Linked DNA regions of Mus musculus: region 2 is linked to region 1. Evidence: chromatin contacts called from public Hi-C data. All regions are on one chromosome and are shown on one strand. The core of a region is the stretch at or near the end of the contact, and the rest is flanking DNA. Distances in the headings are between cores, read along the strand shown. Region 1 has its middle 38 kb from the start of Gm40160. Region 2 has its middle 28 kb from the start of Gm34078.

Region 1 (2,990 bases), core at 144-2,643:
GTAGCAAGGCAGACTCTTGCTTGCTTCAAAACTTCCCAGTGCCGTCTTTCTCCCCATCCAGATTAAACCTCAGAGGATGCCACCTTAAAATCGTCATGGTGGATGGAAGTCTGACTCCGGTCCTCGTCCGTCCCAGTGTCCAGACAACTTGCACTGCCATTTCATCTGCACAAACAGCTCATCGTCGGCATTTCTAGTTTTAGAAAACAATTAGTAGACAATTGCCAAGAATTACGATGTACAGAACGAGTAACAAAGACGCTTTCCTGTTCTCCTTTCTGTTGGAAGTTACCGCGCCATCTAGGTGGAGGTGAGTCTAGGGTAATGAAACCTGGCAGGGAATGCTTCTGTGTGTCCTGCCCCACAATGAATTACTGGGTTCCTTTCAAATCAAGGCTCAGTGCTAACTTTTGCAGGCTCCAGATAGTCCCAATAATGAGTAGACAGATGTGGTTAAGCTATGGGTGATGCCCAAGGCTAGGCAGCCAGATTCCTTTTCTAAAGCAACAATTAGGCAAACAAGGTACAAACGGGCATTATTGAACCTCCCTTCTTGCCACTGTGGGCAGAGCTGTGTCAGCATTTCCATTTGAAACTTTTCTTTTTTTCAGGGTCTTTTTAACTCAGCCATAAAAATTAGTTCCAAGTGAAACCTTGGCATGCAAACTTTCAGCCTCAGAACGAACCTTTTTTTTTTTTTTCTCTCCACAAATTGTCAAAAAGAGGGGGAGGGAGAGTATCAGTCTGATGGCTATTTTTACTTTTTTTTTCTTTTTTAACATGGCACAAAAATAGAAAACAGAAATGCTCTGTACTGATTGTGCCCCTTTTTTGGAACTCTGACAGGAACATTTATTGGCCATTATGAGGCACGAGTATACTTGAATTACTGTGGCTTTCTTAGACAATGTAAGGCTAATCTCATCAGTGTTCGTAAGGTGATTTTTTTCAAAAATCATTCTTGAATTTACTTCGTCTCTCCCATCACCTGGAACAGACCTGCCTTAACAATAGGTCCGGAGGTTCAAGTGCTCAGTACAGTGAGTCGCTGTGGTCTGTTTGCTCAAACCTCCATAGCCCCAAAGAGTCTGTCAATATAAATTTGGTCACCAGACCACAGAGCCTGGAAGCAGCTTTCATAGAAGCCAGAGATGCTAACTTCTTCCAGCATGTAGGGAATCAGTTGCGCCCACGTGTGAGCGTGAGCAAGTTCACAAACTCCTCCCTTGAGAGCAGTGGACTATGATCCTCCTCAATATTTCTCTAGGGAAGAATTAAAGAACCTGTAAATAGCAGCGCTCAAAACTTAATTGACATGATTCAGGCAGAGTTTTGCAAGCTTGGTGACACAGACCAACTGTGGTAATAGACTCACACTTGTGGCTAACCGTGACTCATCCCATTGTTCAAAACTTCCAGCTGAGGTCTGGAGCAAGCCTGTGAGGGTTGGAAGCCAGATGGGCTGTGACAATTTGGTACAACCTGACAAGGATAACAGCGATGAATTAAAAAAGGAGGCTCCAAGTTCCAGGGCTTATCATTTGTCAAAAACACAATGAAAGAGCTCTCGTTGGTATTATTTTATCATCATCATTACCACCCCTTTCACTCAGAATGCTGGGTTGGGTTTCGCTGAGACCATAACTACTAAACTTACGCCTCCCCCTTTGATTGTACACTTAATTTATATGTTACTAATAGCTAACTGCTGTGTAAAGCCTTTTTGATTCATGCTCTGCTTGCTTTCCTTCTGTGAGGTTTATGGTCAGGGGACCTAATTTGCCGGCTTCATTATAAGCTGAATTTTGGGCAAGATATGAACTAATGGGGTTGAATTTAGGCCCTCAACTTTGCCTCAGAAGTCAAAGCATGGCTTTGTAACAAAGAGGTATTTAACGATGCCATTGGAGCATTGAGCTTCCTGAAGCTCACATATGATTAGAAGTTAAATATCTAAAAAACCCATTTATTTGCTTAATAACAGTACCAAATTGAAGCCGTCTGTGGTTGGTACATTATAAAACCACTAAAGGACTCTTTGGAGGTACTGTGTATGTGATTACTAACTTCATGGATTTTAGCTAACACCATTCCAATCAATTCACGTCAAATCATCTTTCCTTGGGGACCACAGACCTGGCCCAGTAGCACCCTGTTTCTGTGGTCATGAGCATCACAGCAAAGTTTAATTATGTGAGTGCTAGTGTGCGCTTACTCCAAACCCTATTCTTTGATAGACAGGGTATATGTGTGTGTGTATGTCTCTCTCTCTCTCTCTCTCTCTCTCTCTATATATATATATATATATATATATATATATATATATATATATATGTATATATATATATCTCCACCTCAATTGCAGCATGAGTTACTATAGACAGAGAGCTTTTTATATGCAAGGGTTAATGGTGAATTTGGCATATTAATACATGCTTAGGCATGTCACCTAAAAAAAAAATTGTTCCAACTCTTTATCTTACTAAGCAGCCACTGTCTTATTCCTTAGTCTGGATGGAGAAACTGAGGTCCCTGGCATCATTAGTCTTGACAGAGGCCACATGTTGTAAGTCGCACTGTGACTACTTTCATCCCAAGGCATGTCATGAAGGTTTACTTTTTTGTATCTTTCCATGTTGTGTGTTGAGTGACTACACTGTAAAGCTCTGGTTCTTGTGACTGTTAGGAGCTGGGTTTGCAGCTGCGAACCAAAAGACACGATATGGCAAAGAAGGAAAGGTTTGGCTTAGATACTAGGTACCATTTCAGTGAGCAAACCAGGAAGACCCCCTGGAAGAGGTGTGGCAGTTTTGAGACTTAAAGGATTTGAAGGTTTGGCATTGCTGATTGGGAGGTAGTAGTTGTTTCTGTTGTGTGAAGGGAAAGAAAGGAGGAATCAAGTCCATTGTTGGGTAAGACAGACAAACCCGAGGAAAGAAATAAGAGAGGGTGTCTACGTTAAGTGGAGACCTTGAGAACCAGCTGAGAAG
Region 2 (2,974 bases), core at 283-2,782, 200 kb before region 1:
TAGTCTTTGGGTCTGTGAGCCAATTCAACTAGGATGGATGGACAGATAGATGGATGGATGGGTGGATGGATGGATGGATGGATGGACAGATGGATGGGTGGATGGACGGATGGGTGGACAGATGGATGGACAGATGGATGGACGGACGGACGGACGGATGGATGGACAGATAGATGGATGGACAGACGGATGGATGGATGTACAGATAGACAGATGGACAGATGATGGATGGACGGACGGACAGACGGATGGATGGATGGATGGACAGATAGATGGATGGACGGATGGATGGATGGATGGACAGATAGACAGATAGATGGATGGATGAATTTCACTTCTTTGCTTTACTTTGATTCCCTTCCCCTGATTCCAGTGAGGTACAAGAGATCACTTTGCCAAGTCAAGTCAAAACTTTGACTCTTTGCTTTGAAAAAAACAAAACAAAATAAAACAAAACCTCAGTCTTTTCTTTAGAGAATGTACACCTCATTGGTACATATGAACAAAAGAAGGGGGGAAGAGAGGGAGGGAAGGAGATCATTTGTGGGAGGGGGAGGGAAGAATTCAACCAGCTTTCTCAAATCCTTGATTTTCTACTTTCTGTTAGCATCAAATGCAGAAACGGTTGGCTTGATTTAAATGCCTTTGTTGGCTTCCAAGGCCCCATCACCAGCAGCAGCGGCAGCAGCTCGGCCCGCTGTGGGCCCAAGAGGCTGAAGACCACTTTTCAGCCTGATGTGCTTTCTAACAGCTGAGATATTAAAACACTGAAAAACGGGGTTTATAATGGAAATGCTGACAGACTATTAACTATAGCAGCACTGCTCTAATAAATGGAATGGCTTGTCATAATCTCTAGTTCATAAATATGCAAATACAAGGCAGGGGATCTGCTCCAAAGGATGTCTCTATAATTTTAACTGACCTTTACTGATACCAAACGAGCCTGTTGCTTCTGTTTTTGTACATTGGGTATAAAGTACAGGAAACCCAGCCGCCTGTCTGCCTAAAGTATATAAAGTTTGAGCTGCCAACTACTAAACTCTGGGCCCAGACTCCATTTCTCTTCTCGTTCACACTCTTTATTGACATTTTCATTTTTCCTCCCCAGGGAGTGGAAGCTGAGTGGGGGTGAAATCAAACATTGTTCACCCCCCCCCCCCATTATTTCCACATGTCACAATGCTTGCCCAGCCAAAATTCATGGATTGCCTCAAGGACAAACAGGCCATCTACGCTGACTTATAAATTTGAGTTTTATCCAGTTCTCTGCTTTTGGACCTAATGTGCAGCGGATCCAGTGACTTCATATTTAATAACCTAGATGTCGTTTGTCCTGTGTCTTTCATCGCTGAGTGAGGAGTTGGATGGCTAGCCGTTTTTCAGATTTTTTCCCTCTAATTATTTTAAGCTATTCAGCCCGGTATCCGAACTATTGATGCAGAGCCAAATCGCCAGCAGGGGAGAGATCTGTCCAATCCAGGAGCTAAATGAGTCACTGAGAGTCAATCTGTTTTTCCCTTGCTGCTGGGGTTTCTATGGGCCCCAGCCTCCCCCTCTGCCACAGTTCTATGTAGAGCTGCAGGCTTGGCTTCTAAGGCCTCCCACTCCTGCCTCAGCCCAGGTCCGTTGCAGCTGTAGATGGGTTTGGACAGGCTGGCCTTTGGAAGTCCAGGGCCTGGATAATGCTGTGGTTGAAGCTCAGCTTTGACAGAACACAAAGATGTCTCGCTTTGTTGTACTGCTTCTTCAGCAATAGATCCTCTGAGAAAGAAGAAAAGACACTGGAAATAGGGTGGAAGGCCTGTTTACTAGTTTGCACATATCTCGTCCTGCAAAATATTCTACTTTTCCAAAGTACCCAAAAGGACTCCTCGGAAAGAGATCCACAAATACAAAGCAAAAGGAAACAAACAAAACAAAAACCCCATGGAAAGTCAAAAAAAAAAATACAGGTGGGGTGAGTTAGATGAGGTGGGTGGATATGCTGGAAGGCATAACACGGTTGCAAGGAGGACGACTGCCAGGGTGAACCAGTGTTGGACTAAAAGCAAAAAAATGAAAAACCAACAAAACAGTGCTTTAATGAACATACATGTCTTTTTCCAGTGGAACTATTTCTTTTCCAGTAACATTTACCCCCAAACCAACTCGCTTTTATTCTTCCTAGTGGGGCCAGTAGTCAAAGCCATAAAAGCACACAGTCCAGTGAGGGGTGCACCTAGGCTTACATAAGTCAGCTGTCATTTCATGGCAAGTGATGGAACTAGCAGACACCGTGAGTGTGGAAAGTTTGCCATCACTGCTGGTATTTCCGTGCTCCATATTTTAAGGATTGTGGGCTTATGGGAGTCTTCTTTCCTTTAAAACCCAGATACATCCATGCACAGAGTCCTTTGCAAATGGATATGGAGTTTGTGAAGTCTTCTCTTCCCCCTTGCTCCCTCCCAAAACATCCCATGGCAGTCACTGAGCTGTGTAGGTGTGCTCAGGATTTAGAGAGGAAGCTCAGGGATCCTTGAGGAACAAGCCTGGGGCGTGGAGTGAGCAGGAGAGGAAGTCTTAATGGACTGACTATAATTTTCTAATAAAAACATCTCGGGGGTGGGGGAGGTAGGGGTAGAAATACTCAAATAGGCTAGGTTGTTTCTTATCACAGTGAGCCCTCAGAGGAGGGAATGTCTAGTTCCTTGTGGAGACTCAGTTCTATTTCTGTAGGCCTGACAAAACCCACCTCTCCAACAAGTCACTCCAGGTTGTGTTTTTTATGCTTCTAGCTGTCTTGGTGGCAAGACTCAGGTGTCTGAAGCACAGGAAAACATCTCACTGAAATCTAGCCTCTACTGGGGAATACCAGGCCCCTCCACTCCCACCCCTGGTCAGACTCGCAATGAGATGAAGTCCTAGGACACTGACATTTAGAGGAGCATTGTCCTCCAGATTCCAGGGCTACTACAGGGTCTACGGAGCCCTG

What was found. Hi-C and Micro-C count contacts between places; a contact is called where the count stands out from the background.
Region 2: a contact with region 1 is called in a Hi-C map of muscle stem cells, with 1.5 times the contacts expected there. The contact joins two enhancer-like sites. A contact is called at or near these places in 1 of 484 Hi-C or Micro-C datasets (muscle stem cells) and 2 of 115 datasets of contacts at active chromatin or transcription factors (oligodendrocyte precursor cells and pancreatic cancer cells).

What each region holds. Positions count from the first base shown.
Region 1 is chr3:143,910,949-143,913,938 of GRCm38.p6, reverse strand. No RefSeq gene overlaps it. Among named protein-coding and RNA genes, the nearest start is that of Gm40160, 38 kb to the right of the region's middle. Within about 2 kb of position 1,393, at least 48 of the 459 cell types and tissues checked have an H3K27ac peak or open chromatin away from gene starts, as enhancers often do. A contact at or near this core is called in muscle stem cells, where this site is marked.
Region 2 is chr3:144,106,384-144,109,357 of GRCm38.p6, reverse strand. No RefSeq gene overlaps it. Among named protein-coding and RNA genes, the nearest start is that of Gm34078, 28 kb to the left of the region's middle. Within about 2 kb of position 1,532, at least 31 of the 459 cell types and tissues checked have an H3K27ac peak or open chromatin away from gene starts, as enhancers often do. A contact at or near this core is called in muscle stem cells, where this site is marked.